Regions from separate parts of the Capsicum annuum genome. Here region 2 is linked to region 1. A link is a contact called in public Hi-C data. All regions are on one chromosome and are shown on one strand. Each heading gives the region's core, a stretch centred on a gene start, on an enhancer-like site or on the middle of the called end of the contact. The rest is flanking DNA. Distances are from core to core; before and after follow the strand shown.

Region 1 (5,775 bases), core at 2,769-5,268:
TTTTGCGTCTTTTAACTATACTGCTGTAATTTCAGAAACTTGAAGCTTATGGAACGTGTAACTTAACATAAAGAACTTATAGATTGTGATAAGGAAACTCTGGTTGTTTGTAGCATCGTTAATTCATCCTCTTCCTCCTTATGTCATGTTGTACTCTAGTTTCCTGATTCTAATAAAGCTATTCGACTATTTCGATACAGATATACGACACTGGTTTACTGGAAAGCCCCAGTGGATCGTTTCAAGTTTGTGATGTTCAAATTTATGGAGGATTCATTCTTCATATTGGATCTTTCAGTGGACAGGCGCACAAGTTCTCGGTTGGTGATAAAGTGATTTGTAAGGTGACACTTTCTTCTGTTTGGCCTTCCACAACCATTAAGCTTTCAGATTTGTTTTACCTCTTTTTACTTACATTGTTGGATTGGGCAGGTTGACTATGATAGGCGTACATTGATTGCTCCCAATCATACGTGCACTCACATGTTAAATTTTGCCTTAAAGGTATTTCTTCTAGCAGAAAATAAAGAGATGCTGGTTCAAGCATTTCCATACTTTATGGAGTTGATTGCTTGATTATGTTACTGAACTAATGCAGGAAGTACTAGGCGACCATGTTGACCAGAAAGGTTCCATTGTTCTTCCTGAAAAATTGAGATTTGACTTCTCTCACGGTAAACCCTTTATTTGGTGTGTGCGCTGTTGCTGCTGTTGTGGGTATTTTTCTTTCTATGAAGAATGATAATGTTCTAATGCCTTGAACAGGGAAACCAGTAAAGCCAGAGGAGCTAAGAAAAATTGAATCCATTGTCAATGAGCAAATTAAGGCTGAATTGGATGTATTCTCAAAGGAGGCAAAACTGTCTGATGCAAAGAGTATAAAAGGTCTCCGAGCTGTCTTTGGCGAAGTAAGGGCTTCACTATTTTGCCTGTCTTCGTTGTCTGTTCGGACATTTAAACGTTCTTACATGTCCTGGTGGATTTATAGGTGTACCCGGACCCTGTGCGGATTGTGTCAATTGGTCAGAAGGTGGAGGACCTTCTTGCTAATCCAGAAAATGAAGAGTGGTTATCGTACTCTGCTGAGCTCTGTGGTGGTAATTCTCTTTTATTCTCTAATGCTATTTATGGGAATATGTTTATGGATTATGATCTGTTCCTACGACTAATTTATGGATACTTAGGAACACACATTTCTAATACAAGAGAGGCTAAGGCATTTGCTCTGATGTCTGAGGAGGGAATTGCCAAGGGAATCCGAAGGGTTACTGCTGTTACAACTAATTGTGCTTTTGAAGCCACAAAATTGGCATCCTCATTCGAACAAAAAGTAAATGAAGCATTTCAGACCGATGAAAGCTTGCTGGAAGAGGTTAGTGCTTGCTAGACCACTCTTCTCGAACCTGGAAAGTCTCTGCTCTATTTGGTCTCTATCCTTACTAGGAATTATAGTTCTTTTATTTGATAAAAACCAGGTGTTAGAATCTTTTAACTTTCTTGGAAAACGTGCCTTTTTAGTAAAACAACCTGAAGAGTTGTTAATCATTGAGGATTAGAGTTGTTGGAGTGAATATTTTTTTTGCTGTGACGATTTGAAGTGAAATTGATTGGTAATATTGCTCACTAATAATTCTTACAAAAACTGTTGCTGACAAAGTTACCCTTCTGCAAGTCTTAAACATCAAATTCATACACCACGTTAGTGCTCTTCCTACCCAATTGGTTCTAGTTCTTATGCCATGGTAATATTGATCATTCCTTGAGATTGTGTATCTATTTGCATGAGACTGGATGTTTGTCCTAATTTTATTAAAGTTCCATAATTCACAACTTTAGCTGACTGATGATAATCATATTTGTTAACTCACCAAATTATACTTGCACATTGTACAGCGTTTCTCGCCCTGAATTATTATATTCTGCAGGCGTGTATTCTGACTGTATTTGTTTCCTGGTGGAGAGGGAATGAGACATTGGACTATTTCCTATCCTTTTTTGTTTCATAATACTGAACTGCTGGAAAATGTGCTAAGGCTTCTAGTAACCATGTAGCTTTTATTCTGTCATTTATCTCTTAAATTTGATCCCCTGCTGTATCTTCCCCGGGATGGAATTGGACGGCGTATTGTTCCCACTTCTAAAGTTGCTCCCTACTGAATGATTCATTCATTCAGCAGTCCTGCTACATAGTTAATAGATCTTCTTAAATTAACTACTCGATCTTAGTTTTAGACTTGCTTGTTTTCTTTGTTTCATACGCTGATGAAGTATAAACCATAATGTGGCAGAGTTGTTAGTAAGATATACTTTATTCCAGTCATCTATTTCTTATAATTGCTCCCCTGCACTGTATCTTCCTCCTTAGGGATGTCGTGGAGCTGGATAGTTTCTGGCTAAGCTATTCAATCAAGCATCTTTTTGTTCTTTAATCTTTGGTCAATTCAAGTTTATCCAATCTTTGGCTGATCTTTGTTCCTACTGCTACTATTGTTCCTTATCTGATGAATTAATCCATTTACTTCTTAATTTCAGAAAGTAACTTCTTTGAACTCTGCTGTGGAGAGGGCACAAATTCCCACTGTCATGAAAACTGATCTCAAGGCCAAACTCTCTGTTCTCCAGGTATGTACTGTTTCTAGTGTGACCGAAGATGAATAACATTGCTTAGGAAAGAAAAGTAACATGCTGGTAATTTCTTCAGAATCAAGTTATTAAGGCCAAAAAGAAGATAGCTGCAGAGAATATTCAAAAAGCCGTTAAAGCTGCCTCAGAAATGGCTGAAGCTGCAGCTTCTGGTGGAAAATCATACTGCATCTTGCAGATTGACGTGGGCTCGGACACTGGTGCAGTCCGTGAAGCAGTTGTCAAAGTTATGGAGCAGAAGGTTATTAGCTCATACATGCTATCTCGTATACTCTAAAATTTGCACTTAATGTATAATAATCGCAACTGTTTCATTGTTTGAACAGGGTATGGCAGTTCTGATATTTAGCAAAGATGAAGCTGCGAACAAAGTTTTGGTCTGTGCTGGTGTACCTGAGAAAGGTGACAAGTGCCAGCAGTTGAATGTTAAAGACTGGTTGAATGCAGCTTTAAAGCCCTTGGGAGGCAAGGGCGGCGGAGGAAAAGGTGGTCTCGCCCAAGGCCAGGTTTGCATCATACTCAATTTTGGATTACCTTCATGCTATTTATTTCTGTAGTAATAGAAGAAACTTTTGGGAACCAGTCCTGGTCTGACTATTTCCGTTTTAAAATAGTTGCATTGTTTAATGGTATTTTGGTAAATGTTTGCACACTGCACAAAGCAGGTTCATTTAAAAACTGGTACATCACTCCACCTTGTGATGGTTGCATACATCTCATGCCCTTTAATGGAAAGAAATATAAGCACATAACGTGCACTGTAAAATTGTCAAACTTGACATTCATCTTTTGCCTTAATTGCTTCCATTGCTTGTAACTTATATATTCATGTTGGTTAAAATTTTTTCCCTTCAGGCTACTGATATAGCAAAAGTCGATGAGGCAATGGATGTTGCATCATCATTTGCAGCTATGAAATTAAATTGATGAGCAAGGACAGTATGCCAATGCAGTGGTGTTCCATGGTTGAAGCTGGTGCAGCTATTCTCAAGAGATATAACTTATACAACCGGATCATTTATGTTGCTTTCTGTCAGCTACCTTAATTAACACGCAGAAAGTTAAGGAAAATTAGAGAAGATTATTATTGATGGCACTTGCTTATTGCATACTGTATCCTGCATACTTGTTATACACAAAAGAGAATGATGAAAGTAGAAAGATTTTCCAGTGCTGTGAATTTGCATGTTTGTTGGCTTGGATTTTCTGATTACCTACTAGTGTGTCGTTAAATTGGTATGGATTGGATTAATGCCATTTTGTAGATGTAAAAAGGAAAAAGAAAAACATGTGCAAACTGAAAGGCTAAGGCCTGGAAGGTGCTCTAATTTTTTGTGGTTTGTTAGGAAAGTCACACTGGTTATCTACTGATGATAGTTGCCTGTCAATGAAAACTCTTGCAAAGAATGAAATTACGCAGCATTAGAGGAAAGGCAGAGAGGTGCAGGTTGATCTTTGATGAATAGTGACTTCAATAAAAGTACAATCTGAATTTATTTCGTTTAACAGTTCCGATTTGGTCATGTTGGAGAACAGAACGGGTGGAATGCCATTAGTTGTCTTGCAGATTGTAAATGCTGTACAGTACTCCCCGCAACATTTAGAGGTAATGAAATTGATGAGTTGAATAACGAAACCATATGAAATTATATTTCACCAGTATCACTCAGGTGAGGCCAGTCTTGGACAAACAAGTTTCCCAATTAAGTGAGGGTTCGATAGTTGTTCGACAAGCCTACTACAAGCAAACAAAGTTGATCATTGTTGTTCTCTCTTCCTTTTCCAGTGTACTTAAAACCTGAAGTGGTTGATTACACCATCAAAGATATGTAGTATGATGATAATTCACTTCACGATGGAGTGATAAATAGTGTAGAGAGAATCTGCTATAATTCCTACCAAATAACAGCCAGTAGAAAGGCATACTGCATCTCGCTTGCTAGTCTGCGTTTGGGCAGTATTAAGAGTTATAGAGTAGAATGTTCTTTGTAATGTTCTAGAATAGTAACCCCCAGTTTCAGGAACATGACTACCTCATTGGCTGAACAGAAAAATCAACAACATAACCAGTGTATTGCCGCAAAGTGGGGATCTATGTACGTAGTCCATACCACTACCTCAAATGAAGTAGAAAGGTTGGCTCAGACAAATAACAGTATAGCAACCAGAATATAAAAACAAACAACAAAATGGGGTAACACACCACTAGATAATAAAAAAACAAAACACCCATAAAGTAATACTATGAACTATCTATCCGAAATCACAAACATCACCAAAACACCACGAACAAGAAACTATAAGACACATGCAACGCTATGACTACAGATACATAGATAAACAAAGCACACTTCCCTATTAGTAAGGACACACTCCTACCCACTAACCCTCTACCCTAATCTGCATCCTCCACACCTTTCTATCAAGGGTCATATCCTCGGTAAGCTGATAATCATACAGAAGAATCTGCAAAGAGAGTTTTGGTCTGTGCAGGTACGGGGAAAAAAGCTTTCAGCAGTTCAAATTCCATAAAGAAAGAAGAAAGACTGGAAGAGACAAACACCACACGAGTCATGACAACCTACTCCAACAAAGATGCATTTCATTCACTTAACTTCAAAAAAAAAGAGATTCACCTGCAGGTCAAATCATTCTTTGCACCAGGGATGTCAAGCTGGTTAATTACGTTATTGACAAGTACTGACAGTCAGGAAGGGTGAAAATCAGTGGGGATTGGGAATTCTTCATCGGATGTGCCAAATTTTTATAGTAGAACACAAGTCTTTGTGACTGCTATAGCCAGAGAAGAAGGTTGCACTGGCATACCATTTTCACCAAAATTGCAGCTTTGGTGTATCTGGATATCAGGGGTGGTATATTTTTTTTCTTGCAGATCACAGAAAGATGAACATAACTCATTTCCAGTGTACTCACAATAAAACTATCCTATGTTGATCCTAATCTTAAATGGTGAGCTTTTCCCAACTTTCAAGTGTAGAATCAGTTACATAATGCACCAAAGTATATGCTAAACTTTGACACAAGTATTCACTTTTCACATGGAAAATGCCAAACACCGAAAGTTCTATGATTCATCTTGTGTTCAGATCCAACTCCCCACCTCCACGCCAC
Region 2 (5,769 bases), core at 507-3,006, 55 kb after region 1:
AGTATAAATTGCCCCCTGAATTTGTCACGTTTTATTTATGGTACACCTGAACTTTTACTAGTCCTAAGTACCCCCGAACTTGTTCTTTTAGTATGTCGCGCCACCCTTTTCGGCCCACTGTCCACTGCGTGTAATACACGCACAGACACGTGGATAAAAACGTTGATGTAGTTGTTCACGTGGATAATACCATTCACTTCCCTTGTATTTATCATATATTAAAAAATAACTCATTTCTACCCTTAAGTATCCGATTTCTCTCTAAAAAGATTATATTTTTCAATTTTCCTCTACTCCAAAATAGTGAAAGGTATAATTTTCGTCAATCAAGTAAGCTATTATTTTAAAATTTACATTTTTTTTGTATGTTAAAAATATGAAATTATTTTTTTCCGATTAGTGCTTCATAATATGAAATTATTTTTTCCGATTGGTGTTTCATGTAATTTTCAATTAGGATTTTGAGGAGACTCACATACACAAATACGTTTCTTATTATAATTAATGGATTAAGAAATTGTAATTTAAGTTAGGGGTGTACAAAAATCGAACCGATAAAAATGTTATTGATTTATCGTTATTGGGTTAACGATTTTTTAATGATTTGGTAAAAAAAAATTATTGGGTTATTGATTCAATTTCGATTTTTTTTATTAAGTTATTGGGTAAATCGATCACTCAATAAGATTATATTAAATTATTATTTTTGTTGCAACTGAGATTCGGTTTCTTTTCATGTTAGTTACTACTTTTTCTATTTTATAAGTATTTTTTTATCGGTTAAATCGAAAATCAAATCGTTAGGGATTAAAAATCGATAACTAATATAACTACATTTATTATAAATATGGTCTTAGTTTCTTTAGTATTTGTTTTGTTAATATTGTTTACAATATATGCTTCGATATTTAGTACATTTTTTTAGCTACAATAACTCATATGATATATATAATTAAGATTACAAAATTGAAGGAGTTTCATAGGAATGGAAACTGGAGTTTTAGATTGAATTAATAGAACAAATTTTTTACAAAATTAAAAAACGGCTGAAATTTTTATTTCATAAACTAATTAATAAATTGGACTTTTACAAAATTAATAAACGGATGAATTTTTTTTTTAGATTGGAAGTAATGGAGGAAGAGGAATAATAAATAGGAAGAGGGATAATTAAAGTTTTTGAAAAAATTAAAGGAAAATAGATTTTTTTTCATTTTTTTATCGTTAAAAATGCTGATAAAAATACCTCCATCACGCGCGTGATGGAGGTTGAACTCAAACATTTTGCCACATCAGTGTAAAAGGGGCACGTGACGTACTTAGTACTAGTCAAAGTTTAAATATATCATAAATAAAACGTGACAAGTTCAGAAGGTAATCGATACTTCTCTTTTTATTTAATATTTAGTTGACATTTCAAAAAAAGTTTACTGAATTATAAGTTCAATTTATTTGTTGAGTAGAAAAATAGATACTTCTTGCCCATTCTCAAACGTTAAGAATCTTTCTATCACTATCTTTATTGTATGTCCTGTGTCCAAATAGAAATGTAAAAAGATATAATTTAGATAGTTGTAGTAAAAATTTTACTTGTAAAATTTATGTTTGGAAACTCTAAATTTCACTATTATTATTATTTAATATAAAAAATTAAAAACTCTTATTAAATTCATTAGAATGAATAAGTAAAATGAACCATTCGTTTTTATCATAAGTTTATTTAAGGTAAAATGAAAAGGGAGAAGTAAAATTGGAAGGACAATAAAGTACAAATGTTCGTGTATGTGAAAACTGGCCACGTTGTTGTATCCAGAATGTTTGGGAAATCTTACCAGTTGCCACTTGCCACCCTTATTCACGCTTCCCAAAAAAGTTCTCTTTTTTGCTTTCTCCCACTCTTGGATCGCACACACGAATCTTGGAATCATACCCTCTTTGATTCCTCCAAAAAATTGCTGTCATAGGTAGCAGCTTTTAAGGTTCTTGATACCTTAATTGTACTACACAATCAAAAGATTCAGACACACTACATATACATCATCATCATCATCAAATCAAGAAGATCTCTTAAGTTAGTTATGGTGTCATCTGAGACTATGAGGCAAAGAGGGAGAAGAAAAGGGGGTGGTAATGAGGGTAGTGATGGGATGAGGAAGTTGTTGTTAGGGTTAGGGTTCTTGGTGCAAGGATTCAGGTGTTTCCCTTGGATGGCTGTTAATTTTTTTTTAAAAGATGGGCTTAAGGTTGATCCTTCTACATTACAGATCCTGCAGAGTTCTGCTAATCTCCCTATGGTGGCTAAGCCCTTTTATGGAATTTTGTCTGATTCTTTTTACATTTTTGGTCAGCATCGTGTTCCTTATATTGCCTTTGGAGGTGCATATGCGCTACTATTGCTTGTTTTACTTAATTAGCCCTGTTTTGTGCTCTTTGATTGGTTTATTGTTGGTGACAACTTGCTAGTGACATGTGCAGAGTGTTTTTGTGTAGTCTTATGTTTCCATTGTTCACAAAAGCAGCCTTGTTATTGGGAAAATTACATAGATATGCTATATTTAGAAAGTATTTACCGTATGTAGGAATAGAATTTTTTTTCCCAAGATTAAACATTATAATACATCTGTATTGCATGCGTAATTCACTTTTAATACATAGTGCAGTTGGTATAAATGGTAGTAATAAACAAAGAGTATGTTTAAAAGTAGTAATTGTTTATTAAAAGGTAATCACCAAGTAATTAATTGTATGTTTTTATTGTCTTATGTTTCCATTGTTCGCAATATTAGCTTTGTTTCCTTCTGTTTCATAGCGCGTTACTGTTAGTGACGACTTTCTTGTGACATGAGCAGTGTGTTTTTGTGTAGTCTTATGTTTCCCTTTGTTCAAAATATCAAATTGATCATGGAAATGAATTTGTATCTATAGCCCCACTTTCATGTTATACTTGTATTTGTAGTTTTTGGCGTCTTTAAGAAATATGAAGTTTTGCCAAGTTATATGCTATTATATAGGTTGTATATGCTTTCTAGACTTTTCTTGATCCACCAGAAATTAGATGTTTTAGCCCACGGATCGAGCCGTGGAATCAACTACTCATCCTCATGTTAGGGTAGGCTGCCTTCCGAAGGTACTGCCCTTTCCGAACCCTATGTAAACGCGGGATTTTCGTGCATTTTTAGTGAATATGAAATTGCAAAATTCCTTCTTTTGCTTCAAAGGTTGGGAACTGATAATATGTTTGATTAATAAGTTAGTTAATTATCAAGAATTTTATGCAGTAATCATATAGTAAGAGGAGAAGGTAAAGAATACGCGAGCTTCTTTATTATTTCTCCATTGTGTATGGAGGTTGACTGGAAAATAATGTTTCCAGAAATAAGTCATTTTGCATTTTTATTGTAGTTCATTGTTGGCATACCAATTAATATGCATTTGGGCTCACTTCGTTATAATTTGTTGCAGCATTTTTGCAGGCGGTGTCTTGGATTGCTATATTCCTCTCCCCCTCAAATATTTCATTTTTTACAATCACTCTATATCTCCTGCTTGGGAACTTGGGTGCTTCGGTAGTTGAGGTTGCCAATGATGCCATGGTTGCGGAGTTGGGAAAACCACCTAGTTCATCATCCAAAAATCGTCAAAATTCTTCATCAGGCCAGCTCCAGTCATTTGTTTGGATTGCCTCTTCTGTCGGTGGAGTGCTTGGTAACCTTGCAGGCGGTATTGCCATTGATCGTTTTTCCCCTCAAGTGATGTTCCTTATGTTTGGCATTCTCTTAAGTATTCAATTTTTGGTTACAATATTTATTCATGAGAACTCCTTAGACCTTCCCAAGAGCCCATCAAATCGAGGGATCAAAAAACAACTTTCGGAGCTTCTAGCTGCATTGCAGAAACCAGAGATATATTATTCAATTATCTGGTTTGCAGCTTCTTATGCAATGATTCCAGCACTAACAGGGACGATGTTCTATTACCAGACGCAACATTTAGGTATTGAATCGTCAGTGTTGGGTATATCTAAAGTATTTGGGCAGGCTGCAATGCTTTTGTGGGGTGTTATCTACAATAAGAACCTCAAATCAATGTCTCCTAGGAAGCTAATCTCAGCAATTCAGGCTACGATGGCTGTTTTCATGTTTTCGGATTTCTTATTCGTGAAAGGGGTATACAGGATGTTTGGTATCCCTGACTCATTGTATGTGGTGCTCTTCTCCGGATTACTGGAGGTTCTCTACTTCTTTAAGATCTTACCCTTCACTGTTGTTATGGCACAGCTCTGTCCACCGGGATGTGAAGGATCTGTCATGGCATTTCTCATGTCTGCATTAGCTCTCGCTCTAATTATAAGTGGTTGTCTTGGTGTCGCCCTGTCATCGTTTTTCCAGGTGACGGGGAATGATTTCTCAGGCCTACCACACGCCCTGTTAATACAGGCAGTATGTACCCTGTTGCCGGTTCATTGGTCATCGTGCATACCTGATGGAATCAAGCCTAAAACCAAAGCAAAAGAAGGTTGATCAGCTGCAGCAGCGAGTGATGGTCAATTCAGCTCAGCAGTAGGTCAAGCTTAGCTCCCCCTCGGCTTTCTTCAACCTCTTACAGCTATAATTATCGTTCCAGGAGGATCCTCCTTCGAAACTTTGGGAGGAAATTCACTTTATAATACATATAGAGTTACCACACATGAATACCTCATAGTTTAGGTTTTTGGTTAGTACTAGTCAAAATTTAGCATTGTGTCTTGTATTAGCATTCGTTATTTAGTAACTCAATTGGCTTGTGGGTTTTGCTACAACTAGCCTCGTTTTCAAATACAACTCCTGCGAGATGCAGTTTTGTGTATCGGTTGTAGGTTGAGGTTATTGAGAATTTGGTTATTACTATGGTATGTACAATATTCTTTTTGAAGACTCGTAACCATATGATTTTTTTCTAATGCTAGTGAAACTTTCATTTGTCTTGGAATACATTATACGAATATAAGAACACAGTGGCTTCAAGTATTAATTGGCCATGTGAAACTTGGTTCAAGTTTCAGGAGAGACTAGAAGATTTACGTGATACTTTTAGTATCTAAGATTTAATGGACATATGTAATTCAAAAATAAATCTAGTGTAATCTCATAATTGAAGTATGGAAAGAGTAAGATGTATGGAGAAAGGTAGAGATGTTGTTTCTAATAGATCCTTGGTTCAAGTAAAAACATATCAAAACAGATTGAGAAAGAAACAACTGAAGTGAAGGGATCATGGCAAAATACTACAAAAAGCATGACAACATTCTAGAAAAAGGAATAATAATTACACAAAAAAAATGCGATAATCGAAGTGTAAAAGACAATAGATAGTAACAGAAATCAACGAACAAGAAACTACTGGAGAAATGCAATGGCTACTATTTTGAACGTGAGACAACACTCTCCTACCTGCTGACCTTCGATCCTAATCTATGTTCTTTGCAACTTCTTATCTAAGGTCACTTCATATCTAATCACCTCTCCTTAATACTTCTTCGGCCTACCTCTACCTCGCCAAAAAACATTCATAGCCAATCTTTTACACCTCCGTGTTGAGGCATCCGTGCATCTCCTCTTCATATGCCCAAACCATCTCAGTTTCGCTTCCCACATCTTGTGCTTCCATTAAGGTCACTTCCTACCTTATCTTAAGTATCTTCACTTCTAATTCTATCGTTCCAAGTATTTCTCTGTGTCACCACAACATCCTCCTTTTTGCAACTTTCATCTTCCGAATGTGAGTGTTTTT

The links. Hi-C and Micro-C count contacts between places; a contact is called where the count stands out from the background.
Region 2: a Hi-C map of leaf shows a contact between it and region 1, with 3 times the contacts expected there. The contact joins the promoter of LOC107862904 here to the enhancer-like site in region 1. A contact is called at or near these places in 4 of 5 Hi-C or Micro-C datasets (bud, leaf and placenta).

What each region holds. Positions count from the first base shown.
Region 1 is chr3:235,520,278-235,526,052 of UCD10Xv1.1, forward strand. It overlaps LOC107862906 (alanine--tRNA ligase), which reads left to right. Exons shown (of 19, transcript XM_047409553.1): 10 at 201-344; 11 at 433-504; 12 at 599-674; 13 at 766-908; 14 at 989-1,097; 15 at 1,185-1,372; 16 at 2,533-2,622; 17 at 2,702-2,884; 18 at 2,970-3,149; 19 at 3,499-3,823. The coding sequence ends at 3,570. It overlaps LOC107862905 (bromodomain-containing protein DDB_G0280777), which reads right to left. Exons shown (of 2, transcript XM_016708616.2): 2 at 4,834-5,775. The coding sequence ends at 5,736. Among protein-coding and RNA genes, the nearest start is that of LOC107862905, 9.4 kb to the right of the region's middle. Within about 2 kb of position 4,019, at least 2 of the 5 cell types and tissues checked have an H3K27ac peak or open chromatin away from gene starts, as enhancers often do. A contact at or near this core is called in leaf, where this site is marked.
Region 2 is chr3:235,577,439-235,583,207 of UCD10Xv1.1, forward strand. LOC107862904 (probable folate-biopterin transporter 7) reads left to right here and starts at 1,757. Exons shown (of 2, transcript XM_016708614.2): 1 at 1,757-2,376; 2 at 3,463-4,936. The coding sequence starts at 2,079. The coding sequence ends at 4,520.